2 separate regions of the Sus scrofa genome follow, and region 1 is linked to region 2. The links are chromatin contacts, called in public Hi-C maps. All regions are on one chromosome and are shown on one strand. The core of a region is the stretch at or near the end of the contact, and the rest is flanking DNA. Distances in the headings are between cores, read along the strand shown. Region 1 overlaps LOC110260613 (a long non-coding RNA gene). Region 2 holds the start of TRMU (mitochondrial tRNA-specific 2-thiouridylase 1).

Region 1 (6,700 bases), core at 1,159-3,658, 280 kb after region 2:
GAGCTGGCGCCGGGTCCCCCCCCTTCCACCAGGGGCCTGGCCTTTCTGGAGTTAAAGCCCTCAGCCCTGTCCCCACCACTGGGCAGGGACCTGCTCAAAGCAGGATGTCTCTGTGGGAGGCTTGTGGGCCAAGCCAGCGAGCGGAGGCCCGGCCCTTGGCCTGGGCCCCGTGGGGCCCGCAGGACCAGGGGCCACCCTCTCGGAGCAGGAGCGCGCTCCCCGGGGCTTCTGTGGGATGAGGTCCCTGTGAGCAGGAGGCAGAGAGCATGCTTGGTTTGGGGCATTCGAGGAGCATCTAAGAGAGGGACAAGGGCATGGGCAGCACTGGGGACAAGCTGCCGGGCATAGGCAGTTCCCTGGGGCTGGTGGCAGAGGGCCGAGGAATGGTGTGGGTCCCCAGCCTGGGGCGGCCCGTGGGAGAGGCCCGAGGGCCTCCTGCCAGCACTCAGGGTGCCTGGAGACGCGTCCCTCTGTCCAGCTCGGCTCCGGGCAGCTGGAGCCAGTGGCGAGCGGGGTCCGCACAGGCAAAAGGAAAGCGGGCAGCAAAGTGCCCAGAGAAGGGAGACTGCGGATCTGGAAGGTCCCTCGTCAGGGGTGGGGGTGGGAGCGGCCACATACTTTCCGGCCACAGACGCACTTTGCCACCTGCTGCCAAACGAAAGGAGGGTGTTTTTTGGAGCCTTGTGGCGCTCGCCCACTGCGGCTCCGATTCCCCTGCCCCCGGGTCTGGCCTGTGTGGGTAGAAGGTGTGGGGGGCACCGGGTGAGTTCAGGGGCTGGGCTATGATGCCCGAGCCTCTGCCTGGCTCCTTGGGCGCTGGCTCCAGGGCCCAGTAGAGGAGGGGCAGCTGCGTGGAGGGGTCATAGCCCACAGCTGGCACCCCGTGAGCCAGGCACCTGCAAAAAATTCCAGATCCCAGCCCTTGGGCCACCTCCAGTGAGGAGTTCCGTGTGCCTGATTCGAACCCTGGGCCCCGGGAGTCCCCAAGGGTAATAAATGGCCATGAGAAGCCTCTGTCTGTCGGGGGGACCTGTCAGCAGCTAACCAGCACCTGGAACAAAGGTCATGGGTTGGCCCTGGCATCTTTGCGAGGTCCCTTGGACCGCGGTGCTGAACTGCCACCTTCTCTCCCAGTGACACCTTCTGACCTGCAGGGAGCAGGCCCTGGCCTGGGCAGTGGCCGGGGGTGGGGTGGGGGGACCGAGGTGGCAGCGCCCTGGGGTCAGGCAAGTCCTCCAGCACGGGCCCAGCATCCAAGGCACCCTGCTGGGATGATGGGGCGACGAGGCCACAGCCCAGGGCTCACAGGATCAGGGGGTCGCCCGAGAAGAGCGAGCACACAGGGCTGTGGGCTGAAATCAGCGTCCGAAGCTGCGGGACTGCATCCCAGAGACACTCAGCCCCGCCCGAGCACGCGGGAGGGCCTCTCTCCTTCGCCTCCCTGTTTGTGCGGTGGGGGGAGTGACGGGTGCTGGACTGGGCTATTGTCAGGTGCATCAAGGTACACGGACCAGCAAGGCTGTGGGCCCGGCAGGGGCCACCACACCCCAGCAGCCTGACCTGGGCTTTCACCCGGAAGCCCCAAAGCCTAGGCCAGGTCTGGCCCAAGCGGTTGCTCAGAACGTGTATAGGATGGAAGGAAAGTCACACAGACCCTGAGTCCCATGACACCAGGAGGGAGTCCTGGATTAAGACCTGACACCCTGGAGCTCCCGTCGTGGAGCAGTGGTTAACGAATCCCTCTAGGAACCATGAGGTTGCGGGTTCGGTCCCTGCCCTTGCTCAGTGGGTTAACGATCCGGCGTTGCCTTGAGCTGTGGTGTAGGTCGCAGACGTGGCTCGGATCCCGCGTTGCTGTGGCTGTGGTGTAGGCCGGTGGCTACAGCTCCGATTAGACCCCTAGCCTGGGAACCTCCATATGCCGAGGGAGCAGCCCAAGAAAAGGCAAAAAGACAAAAACAAACAAACAAACAAAAACACCTGACACCCTCTGACTCTAAGCATAGAGGAGTTATTTGTATAAATCTCCACTTTCCCTTTTTGCCTTGGCTGCTGGGGAGCTTTGAACGAAAGCTGCGAGCTCATCCCTGGCTCCACTTGGAAACTCCTCCCTGCCCTTGCCTTCCCTTCTTTCACCTCCACGTTTAATGCCATGTCCTGCGGCATCTTTGTTGTACCCCCAATCCCTTCTGGGCAAGTGACCCCTGATTCCCTCCTTTGGGCTTCTCAGCCCCACAGCCCTTTAGATGTCCCCACCCCTCAATGATATGGAATTCTGTCCTTGGGAAACAGGCCAGCAGGGCCTGGGATGCTCACGCCCTTGGCTTGGGCCCAAATCCCTGCTCCTCATCTCATGGCGGTGTCAAGGCTCCCCTCTCATGGGCGGTGTCAAGGCTGCCCCTCCACCCATGGGCTTGTTGCCTTGGAGGTCAGAGCATCATCAGAGGCTGCAGGATGGAAGACCCAGCACGCAGCACAGGGGCGGCGGCCGGTGTCACTTCTGTTTCTCCTCCTGATCTGATTCTTGGCCTGGTCCCCAGGCTTCTGAGTGCAGAAGGCAGGAAGCGCATAGCAAAAGTACCCACGCACCCCCACTGCTAAGCTTTCGCCTCTTTTCAGAGACAGTGCCCTGCAGGCACCCCAGGCTTCTGTCCCAAGGAAGTCAGTCTAGGCAAGAGGCAGGATGATGGAAAAAGTCTGGGGGCTGTGAGAGCCTTGGGGGGAAAGAGGTGCATCAGGAGAGGCTGCCTGGAGGAGGGGGCCTCTCGGCCCTTGCAGCTGCAGCCCAGGGTGCGTGCCATGGGGACCAGGGGACACTACGCGTTCCCAGGTCTGACCTCTGCACTGGCCCACCCACCAGCCCCTGCGCTTGGTGTCTAAGGTCCAAGGTCCCTTGGGCCCAGGGCTGGGTACCTGAGAACTGGACCATTCTCCTCCAGGGTGGGGTGGGGGGGCTGTGGCCACCTTGGAGTCATCTCACTTGTCGGTGGGATCTTAGCTTTCTCCCCTCTGTCCAGGCTGAGAGGGGACCAGGCAGTGGGGTTGTCACTCCCCAGCTGGTTGAAGAGGTGATTATGGGGACAGCTGAGTGGCCAGAAGGACAGGGAGGGGGCCCCAGCCTGGGGGGCTCCAGCCCCCTCGCTTTAGGATCGGGGTGGCCCTGGGGCAGGGCTGGGGGCTGGTGGCTTGCCCTCTCCCAATCCCACCATCCAGGGCTGTGAGCCGTGGGTGGAGGCGGAGGCGGGTGTGCGGGGGCCTGGGCGGCCTCTGCGCAGCTGTGGAGCCGGGTTCACGGTCCCCAAGGCCCCGCCCGCCTGGGCAGGAGCCGCTTCCGGCCGGCCGCGGGGCAGACAATGCGCTGGCGTGGGGAAGGGTGGCCCCGGGCCAGACCCCCCCCCCCCCATCTCAGCCACACAGGAAGCCGGAACTCAGAAGAGAGCGTGTCCTGGAATGAACCCGCCGCCAGCCGCTGTGATTTAGGCGCCAGATTCCCAGAGGAGGTGCCTCCAGCTGAAACAGACTGATTCCTTTCAGCCTTAAAATGACAAGAGGCCCTTGGCCCCTGCCTGGGAGGTGGGGTGGGGGACGTCAGAGGATCTCAGCCTCCTGCCTGCCCTCTCCTGCCGCCCTTGCCCTCGGCCCTGCACAGCGGCTGCCTACTGCCGGGCCTTGGCACTGGCTGTGCCCTCTGCCGGCCGCTTGCTTCCAGGCCCCTGCAAGGCCGCTTCCTCCTGGTCTCAGCGCCGGCGGCCTTCCACGGCGGCTACTCTGTCGGGGGTTCACCTGCTGTCCGCCCGCCCCAACAGGCTTGAACCTGTGCTGGGACCTGCCTGATGGGGTCCCTGCTGGATCCAGTGGGACCGTGGACGAGCTCCCCAGAGCCCCCCACCCCACTTGCTCCGGGCTCTGCTCTCGCATCCCCCAGCCCCTGACCCCCTGTCTGTGCGCCTCTGTGAAGCCGTACCCCTATGCTCTCATCTCCGTGGTTTCCCAGCCCTGGAACCAACCCCTGCAGGAAGGCAGGGCCACCGCAGGAGCCCCGCTGTGTCCTAGCCTGGGCCGTAGGCGACAGCTCTCCAGGTGGATACCTGGGGGCCAGCCCACAGACCCCTCTGCTCTCTCTGGGGTCGGGGCCCTGGCAGCTGGGGGCAGGGCATGCCAGTGATGGGTGGAGGTCAAAGCCACTGATGGCCCCCCGCCTCTGGGACCCCAGGCCTGGCTCCCCAACAGGACCCGGCCCAGCCACGAGGCCTGCGGGCCAGGAGGCTGCCACTGAGCCGATGGGAGGAGCCGAGAGCCAGAGACTCAGGGTTCAGAGAGCGGAGCTGCCCCTCCTGAGCCCAGCTCCGTGCACAGACCACCCCCCAGGCCCCCAGGCTCAGCCCCCTGCCTGCGGTCCCCAGGCCTCAGCACCCGCCCAGGCCCAGCCACACGGCTCCCCAGGGTCCTGGCTCACTTGGCGGGAGGCGCTGCCTCGGGAAGCCCCCCGGGACTCTCTGGCTCTGAGACTTTGCCTCCCACCTGCACGGGGCGGTGTGTGCAGCTCCCCTGGCGTTTGTCTCCTGCCAGATTTGGCTTCATGTTTGGGTTTTTTTTGCCAAGGGAAAGGTGCTACGTTTCTGCTTATTCCTGTAGCTCCAAAACTTTCAGTGGGGACGCTGGTACCTAGACGGCCTCATGATGTGGCTACATAGGACGGCTGAGTGAGTGAGCTGGGACACAGCACAGTCCCCAGTCCTCAGAGAGTGAGTGGGTGTGTGTGTGTGTGTGTCTCTGGGTGTGTCCGAGTGTGTGTCTCTGTGTGTCTATGTCTGAGTGTGTATCTGAGCTTGTGTGTGTGTCTGAGTATGTCTGTGTTTGTTTCCGTGTGAGTGTGTCTCTGAGTGTCTGAGTTTGTGTGTCTGTGTTTGTGTGTTTCCGTGTGTGTCTCTGAGTGTCTGAGTTTGTGTGTGTGGACGTGTCTCTGTGTGAGTGTCTGGGGGGGCCACCCTGCCTGGGCGCCCCCCCACTCTGGAGCACGTTAGACCCCGCACCTGCTCTGCTGGCCAGCTCACCCTGGCCCTCATGCCTCTGGAAGCTTCCTGGAGGTACCAGTTTCTCCCTACCCGCTGCCTCTGTGGCTGCCCTTGACACCGGGGGTGTAGGTTGGCTCTGGGCTGTCTCCCCCGACGCTGAACTCCTCAAAGGCAGAGCTCAGTGTATATTCGCCATCAAAAGACGTGAAGCGTGAGACACCCCGTCAGGCCACCAGGAGGCTAAAGGAATCATAATAATAAAGCCGAAGGGAAAATAGCAGGAGAGGAGAGACTGGGGCCCTGGCGATGGGGTGACCTTACTGGTCGCTGTGGACAGCAGTTTGGTGTCCTCAAAGCCAGGCATGGTCTGTGACCTGCAGGCCCCCTGCGGGGCGTTTCCCAGGACACAGAGGGCAGGGCCGAGGCCCACGCCCACGGCCACAGCAGCCGGTCCCTCGGCGGCAAATGGAAACTCCGCCGTCCACCAGGCGAGAATGGAAAAGCACAAGGGTGACCCGCCCACCACGCCTACCCAGCCCCTGGCCTGGGCTGGCCTCTGCTGTGGCCCGTTCTGTGCCCCCACCCCCAACCGCCCAGAGGGCAATTCTGGGGCCGTAAGTGGCCTCTGAGGCCCCTGGGGACCCTAGACCCAAATCCTTTCCTCATCTCTCCCCGGGGCCGTCGGGCCTAGGTCTCCCCGCCTGGGGTGATGCACCCAAGCCCTCCCCAGGCTCTCAAGCATCCTCCCCGCAGCCCCCCAGGTCCCCTTCGGGGGGACCTGCCGGGGTCACAGGCCTCCATGTGTCTCTCCCTCCAGTGTCCTTCCGCACCGCGGGTACCACGGCCGCATCCTTTCCTGGTCGCAAAGCGCCCTCTGGTGGAACTGCTGGGGGTGGTCGGGACTCAGGAGGCACCCAGAACTGGGGGGACCGGGGGCTGCCTGGGTTCAGAGACCTGGCCACGTGAGTCCTGGACGACAAGGGCGGGGAGCACAGTGGGCGGGGTGGGGGAAGGGCGGAGACCTCTGACTTCTCCCGGATGTTGTTACCGTCCCCACAGCACCGATGGGACCCCGAGGCCAGGGAGGGAGATGTCCCCAGGCCTCCGACCCCAGGAACCCATTTCCTCCTGCTCACTTCTGTCCCCAGGCCAGGCCGTCCTCGGCCAGGGCGCCCTGGGGGCAGGCGGGCTGGGGTCGCCTTCAGGGCTCAGGGCCTCCCACCTCTCCACCCGCCCCAGAGGGGAGACCCCTTCCCTCCAGCACAGAGCCAAGGGGCCCCAGGTGAAGCTCAGGTGGAGCTGGGAGGGGTGATTTGAGATGTACGATGAGAAATATCTGTTAGACAGAACGCTGTAAATCAACGAGACTTTAATAAACAAATTTAAAAAAAAGAAACGTATGTTTGGTCTTTGTCTCACCCTCACCTGTGGCAAAGCGCTCCAAAACCTTTTGGAATTTTCAAAGAGGGTCTTTTGTGATGTTAATGAGGGGACTTTGGGGAGCGCACCTAAGAATGGGGGCTGGTCACCAGATGAACCAATCAAATGAGCAAAGAGAAGTACGAGTCCCGCCCCCACCCCATCCCACCTGCAGGGAAGGGAGGCTGGAGGTTGAATCCGCTGTCGGTGGCCAATAATTTAATCGCTGCCGTTAAGCAATCATGCCGAAGTCTTAGCGCCTCCAC
Region 2 (6,703 bases), core at 566-3,065:
AGCAAGGCCAGGGATTGAACGTGCAACCTCATGGTTCCTAGTCAGATTCATTTCCTCTGCGCCACAACAAGAACTCCTGCCTGTACTTCTTTTTTTTTTTTCTTTTTTTTTTTTTTTTGGCTTTTTGCCGTTTCTTGGGCCGCTTCCGCGGCATATGGAGGTTCCCAGGCTAGGGGTCTAATTGGAGCTGTAGCCACCGGCCTACACCACAGCTCACAGCAACGCCGGATCCTTAACCCACTGAGCAAGGCCAGGGATCGAACCTGCAACCTCATGGTTCCTAGTCGGATTTGTTAACCACTGCATCACGATGGGAACTCCTGCACTTCTGATTAACACTTATTAAACCTTTTGTAACAGATATGGTTGTTAATAATATGAACGAATAGCCACGACTAGTTTTGGTTTTGTTTTGTTTTTTCCCACTTTTTAGGACTGCACCTGCGGCATATGGAAATTCCCAGACTAGGGGTCCAATCGGAGATACAGCTGTCCGCCTATGCCAGAGCCACAGCAACTCGGGGTCTAAGCTGCATCTGCGACTCACACCACATCTCATGGCAACGCTGGATCCTTAACCCACTGATCAAGGCCAGGGATCAAACCTGCATCCTCATGGATACTAGTCAGGTTTGTTTCTGCTGTTTTTCCGAGTGCCTAATATGCACTGTGCAAACTTGCTATATGTGCTGTTACTTAATACTTCAGTGACTCTGGGAGGTAGGCATTTGACAGGGAGAGCTTAAGCCACGTGTCCCAGGTCGGGCACCTCCCATCCACGCTGCATTCGGAGTCTCCAGCACGGCTCACAGCAGAGGGTCCACAAGCGTCACTAGGTGTGTGCGAGGCCTCACAGTGAGGGAGGGCCACACACATGGAGAATATCCCCAGGCAGTTAATCTCGGCTGGAGGCACCCTTTGGACGCCTGAGAAATACAAGCGCTTTTGCACAGAAATCTGCCATCCATTCAATGGAGAACATGGACATGGTTTAACAAGTAGACTGGGAGTTCCCCTTGTGCAGCAGCGGCAACGAAGCCCATTAGGAACCATGAGGTTGAAGGTCCCATCCTTGGCCTCGCTCAGTGGGTTAAGGATCCGGTGTTACCGTGAGCTGCGGTGTAGGTCACAGATGAGGCTCGGATCCGGTGTTGTTGTGGCTGCGGTGTAGGCCGGGGGCTGCAGGTCCGATTGGACCCCCAGCCTGGGAACCTCCACATGCCGCCGGTGCTGCTCTAAAAAGCAAAATAAATAAATAAGCAGACTGCCCGTCGGTATTGTCGCACACGCTGCTGACGGTCCCTTCGTCTATCGTAAGGACAAGGCCCTCGACGGAGGCTGCTGTGTCCGCAGAGGTCAGCGCCGCTCACGTCTGCGCCCGCCCCTGGCTAAGTGCGGACGCCGCCGCCGCCGCCATGACCCCGCGCGCTGGGTCAGGGAAAAACGCGGTGCCCTCAGGTCGGAGATCCACCCTCCACGGCGTCGGTTACGGGGCCCGACTGCCCCGGCTGCCGTCGCGCGCTCTCCCGACGCCCAGGCAGAGGAAGAGGGGCCGGGGCGCCACAGCGAGGACCCGGGTCCCACAGCGCCCCACGCACAGCTGAGACGGGGCGCCACCCAAGGCCCGCGGGACGGGGCAGGACTCCCGAGAAGGGGCCACCTCACCTCTCCGCCTCAACAGCAGCGCGGCCACCGCGCTGTCCACCCCGCCGGACAGGGCGCACACGACGTGCCGCGCCGCCTGCATCTGAGTGCTGCCAACCTGCTCCACTGCCGCCGCTGTCGCCGCCGCCGCTTCCGCGCCGCGCCGGAAGGCCCGCCCCCGGCGGCGCGCGCAGATGAGGCCCGGCCGGAAACGCGTGCTCGTCGTCCGGCGTTCCGCTCGGCGGGCCAGTCCCCGGGGTCCCCTCGGAGGCGGGGTCTCTGCCCACGCCCAACGCCCTCCCCGCTCCGTTCCCGCCTCCTTGGTGAGCTGGTGTCTAGCGCGCCCGAACCGTGAGGCGCAGGCGTGTGTGTCTGTGCGTCTGCGTGCGTGGTTCGCGGCTGTGCTCCCAGCACCCACAGGCGTGTGCGGCTTAGGCGGGCGCCCTGTAGACAGGCTGGTAAACGAAAGGCCCTGAGGTTGAGCGAGGTTCTGCTGGAAGGGGGGTCAGGGTTTAGCTAATGAGGAAAAAAAGAATAGCAAGCGGAGGGCCTCGCCCAAAGGCCCTGGGCCTCGGGGACGGTGTAGGGCCAGGCCGCGAGGCCATCCTCGTGAAGTTCCTAGAAGATGTTCGCGGCTGCGCTGTGGACAGGGGCTGAGGCCTGGCTAGGAGGTCACGACCCCAGCCGTCTGGGAAGGAGGTGGTGGAGACAGAAAGATGCGTGTTCGGACGTAAAATCTATAGCCCTTGCTGGTGGGATGGACATGGGGGATGAGAAAGAGGATGGAGGAGTTGATGATATTGTCTTGAGGGGTGTTCTCTGAGGACCAAAGGGGCCGGCGAGATCAGCTTCACCGTGTGAGCTGCACTGGGGATGCGCCTCCGGAGATGCGTCTGTTCCTGCAGGAATAAGCGAGGCTGGGAGTCAAGGGGAGCCTGCACCTAGGAACATTCGCTGAGCCTAATAGAAGGGTGTGGGAAGGGAATCGGGTGTAGAGGAAAGCAAAGAGGCCCAGCTAGGAGACCTTGATGAAGCCGAGCTGGCTGGAGGTCCAGTGACTGGGCGAGAGGCTGGGACAGCGAGGAGGGGGCCGTCAGTGTGGTCAGGATGACACAGCTCAAACCAAGAGTGCCACAGGCCTCCGAGGACTTTGGGATTTGGTTTGACCCCAGAGGCTCCGGTCCACGTGTGCAAGATACAGGCATTTGTTAAACCAGTGGCTCAACTTTTTCGACTTCAACTCACAGTCACAATTTACAGGGCAGCCCAGAGGACGCGCCACCCTGTAACATATGTACAGAAAAAAACATCTGGGAACATTTCTTACCCTCGCAGTGGGCTGTGTACCTGTTATTTCTCATTTCATTCTTTTTCACGTTTAAAAACTTGGTGCACGTCACCGTGTTGATTTCAGGTAGGATTTGAACCATCGTTTGAGAACAGCAGGGGAGGAAATGCACTCCAAATGCAGATGGTTTTTGATCACACACACACCCCAAAGCTTAGCATTAAAATCACATTGGTTTTGGAGTTTCTTTCATGGCTCAGCAGTAATGAACCCGACTAGAATCCACGAGGATGTGGATTCGATCTCTGGCCTCGTTCAGTGTTAAGCATCCGGTGTTGCCACGAGCTGTGGTGTAGGTCACAGACACAGCTCGGATCCTGCGTTGCTCTAGCTGTGGGGTATGCAGGCAGCTGCAGTTCAGATTTGACCCCTACCCTGGGAACTTCCATATGCCATGGGTGCGGCTCTAAAAAAAAACCCATTGATTTCTTAACAGTTTCTTAAAAGCTTCACAGCGGCCGTACTTGTCTAAATGTGGATAATTATTAAGGCAAGTCATTTTTTTGAGAATATGAATAATTTCAAGAGCCTGGAGTGAAATGAGGAAAGCCCCAAGTCCCCAGTTCTGACACAAGAAGCAGGAACTGCCAACTGGTGGTACATCAGGGCCACCGGTGCGGAGAGCAGTGAGTTCCGTGGTCGGCGATGGACACGGCCCCTGTAGGAAGCAGAGCAAGGGCTCTTTTTCCAGAAGAGTAAGGATGAGGGCGCAGCAGGCCCTGGTTACCCAACGCGCTCTGGGGACCTCCTCCTATCTGTTTGAAGAGACAGGGTTCCTGCCGTCCTGCCCGGGGACCCTTGTAGATGGGACAGCGCACCGTGGCCCCCAGGAGAGCTTGGCTGCTCCCGAGGAGTCTGCGGGAGGGGAGGGCCCCAATGAGAGGAGCCGGGGAGGAGGAGGGGCCCAGCTCAGCCCCCGCGTGGACTGCCCGCCCCAGCCCGCTTGCTCCCTCCCTCCCAGCAAACGCTGGACGATGCGTGAGCTTTGCGCCCCCTAGCGGCGACCCCCGCTGAAATGCAGCCTGCCTCGTGCTTGTCTCCACATATGCTGGTTGAATGAGTGAATGCAGTTCCAGGTTTTGGGGGAGGCGGCCCTGCTGGCATCGAACCTCTGGTTTCCTGGGACGCCTCCTTGGGGACTCATGTCCGAGCACCGCCGCCTTCACAGGTGAAGCTCTGGCTCCAGGCGCAGCGGTGCGGTCCCTGGTGCTCACCTGTCTGCCCCTGGTACCGCGGGAGCGGCCGTCCCAAGTGATGCTGCTGTGCGTTGCTGACACGAATCAACCAGCTCCCCGCCCCCAGCCTGGTGCGAACAGAGGTCCCCTGGTTTCATGTGGGGAACACTGGACCCCAAAGCCGGTCCAGTTAGCAGCTTTTCTACTGTTTGCTGTGAAGCCACTGAACTAAGACTGAGAAATTTCCTCATTAAATAATAGGCGTTCCTGCTGTGGCGCAGTGGGTTAAGAATCTGACTGCAGTGGTTGGGTCGCTATGGAGGCACGGGTTCGATCCCCAGCCCAGTGCTGTAGCTGCAGCTGGATTCGATCCCTGGCCCTGGAACTTCCATATGCCTCTGGTGCGGCTGTACAATAAAAAATAAGGTAGTTCCCGTTGTGGCTCAGTGGGTTAAGAACCTAATGTTATTTCCGTGAGCACGCAGGTTCTATCCCTGGCCTCGCTCAGTGGGTTAAGGATCCGGCGTTGCCGTGAGCTGTGGCGTAGGCCGGCAGCTGCAGCTCCAATTAGACTCCCCGCCTGGGAACTTCCATTATGCCACAGGGGTGGCCGTTAAAAAAGTAAAATTAAATTAAAACAAAGGATCTCTGTGGATTAGTGACTTCCAGGCTAGCTGTTTTTAGCAGATACTAAGTTAGAAGGGTTCCACAGGCCATGACCCTGCTGGCCTCCACCAGGGGCGCTGCTACAGCCAGCGGTCCAGCCTTCGGATAAGCCCCTCGTTCCCACGCTTCCCCCTCCGTCCTGCACCCCACCTCCTGGAGCGGCCTCCTCCTAAGGGAAGCTCTGGAACCCATCTCGCCACCGTCACCTGGGTGCCCACTGAAAGCACAGGACACTAGGCCTGCCCCAGACCTGGGGGTGGGGCGTGGGATCTGCATTTAAACCAATTTTTATCCACACTAAATTCTGAAAATCACTTTTGTAGAAAGAAAGTTTGGATAATATAAACCGAGCATGCTGACTAGTAATAAAAATAGCTATGCATGTTTGAAAATCAAGATAAACATCCAGATAAGCTTTAATACATTTTATTTTACAATTTAACTTAAACCTGGAATATTTAACTTTTCATACACACTTAATTTTAAAAATAGCCACTTGCTATTTTACGTACAAAAGATTCCAAACAAATTCTTCACCTAGAGCCACTGCAGCTCCTCGCTCCTGCGGGTGTGGCGGGCGTGGGAACAGGAGCTCCTGGCCAGCAGTGACCTCAGGTGGCCAACACCCTGGATCCCACAGCCCCACTCCAGGCATGGCCACTTCACTTAGATGTTTGTGTTTTCACCTTTGCCAAAACCACCTCTTCTCAACTTTATCTCAGGGTTGAAAGCCACACTAGGGCTGCCTGTGGTGAAGGCACTGGCCTTGAGGGAAACGCAAAGGCCCTCGTCCTGCTCAGAACTTGAGAAGCGGCGACTCCACGTTCTCCTTGTCGGCCTCGGGGCTCAGCAGGATCAGAGGGGAGGACAAGTCTATGAGCTGCAGGGGAGAAGGACGGGGGAGCGGGGCGTCCGCGTAAGGCCGGGCTGCCTGTGGCCAGCCCCCCGCGGCGCGGCCCCGACGGCTCGGGAACCTGGCCCAGGCCCCGGGAGACGCCTTGACCGCTGTGTTTGAGCAGCTGGAGGGAGAAAGCGCCACTCGCTGCGAACCCCGTGCGCCTCCACCATGTCTGTCGGGCACTGGGGACCCGGCCTTGGAGGGGATCCCGGGCGGGATTCCTCCGCGGGGCTTGGGGAACGGAGGGCTCCGGCCACCGACGAGGAGGCCGAGCCCTGCGGCCCTTCGAAGCCCGGTGGCCCCTCGGCAGGGTCATCCTGCTGTGCCTGGGGAGGAGCAAACCCAGCCGCGACTACCCGAACCGAAGCCGCAGGCCGCCTGGGCCTCACCTGCCCCGCCTCGAGGGGGGGCTTGGCCGCAGCCCCCCGCTCCGCGCCTGGGGTGTTCGTCAGGAGGTCGACCAGGGGCCCGCCCCCAGCCCCCAAAGCCGCGCTGGCCTCGGGCGGCGCGCAGAAGTCGATGAGCGGGAGGTCGCCCGCGGCTGCCGGGCCGATGCGGAGTTGCTCCAGCTGCACGTCCACGAGGACCGCCTGGACGGGAGACGCGGGCAAGGGCGAGTCGGCCGAGCCGCGGAGACGCCGGCCTTGGCTTCTCTCCCACGCGGCCGGTTAGGAACCTGGGAAGGAGGCCTGGGCGGGGCCGGGGGGAACCCTGACCTGCGCCCCCCCACCCCACCGGGGTCTCTCCGTGTCGCGGCCGGTGGGGCGGGGGTCCCGACACCCTCCCTCCGGCAGGGCCGGCACTGGAAGCCCCGAGCCACCCGGCACCGCGGCGGCTCTCACCTCCTCGGGGAGCGGAGCTTCGGGTGGCCGCGGGTCACCCAGAGCTGCTGCTGCTTCTGTGGCGATACTTTTCGAGAAAGTAAAGTCACTCTTTTCCGGAGAAAAGCTCAGCGCCTGTGGCACAGCAGAC

The links. A called contact is a pair of places that touch in the nucleus more often than the background predicts.
Region 1: a Hi-C map of retroperitoneal adipose tissue shows a contact between it and region 2, with 2.6 times the contacts expected there. A contact is called at or near these places in 13 of 47 Hi-C or Micro-C datasets (embryonic fibroblasts, epiblast stem cells, fetal heart ventricle and 8 more) and 1 of 2 datasets of targeted methods (skeletal muscle).

Annotation. Positions count from the first base shown.
Region 1 is chr5:3,500,848-3,507,547 of Sscrofa11.1, forward strand. LOC110260613 (a long non-coding RNA gene) reads right to left here. Exons shown (of 3, transcript XR_002343852.1): 3 at 6,375-6,700. Among named protein-coding and RNA genes, the nearest start is that of WNT7B, 17 kb to the right of the region's middle.
Region 2 is chr5:3,222,567-3,229,269 of Sscrofa11.1, forward strand. It overlaps TRMU (mitochondrial tRNA-specific 2-thiouridylase 1), which reads right to left and starts at 1,816. Exons shown (of 10, transcript XM_021091375.1): 1 at 1,666-1,816. The coding sequence starts at 1,747. It overlaps GTSE1 (G2 and S phase-expressed protein 1), which reads right to left. Exons shown (of 12, transcript XM_021091376.1): 10 at 6,574-6,703; 11 at 6,121-6,321; 12 at 5,247-5,713. The coding sequence ends at 5,630.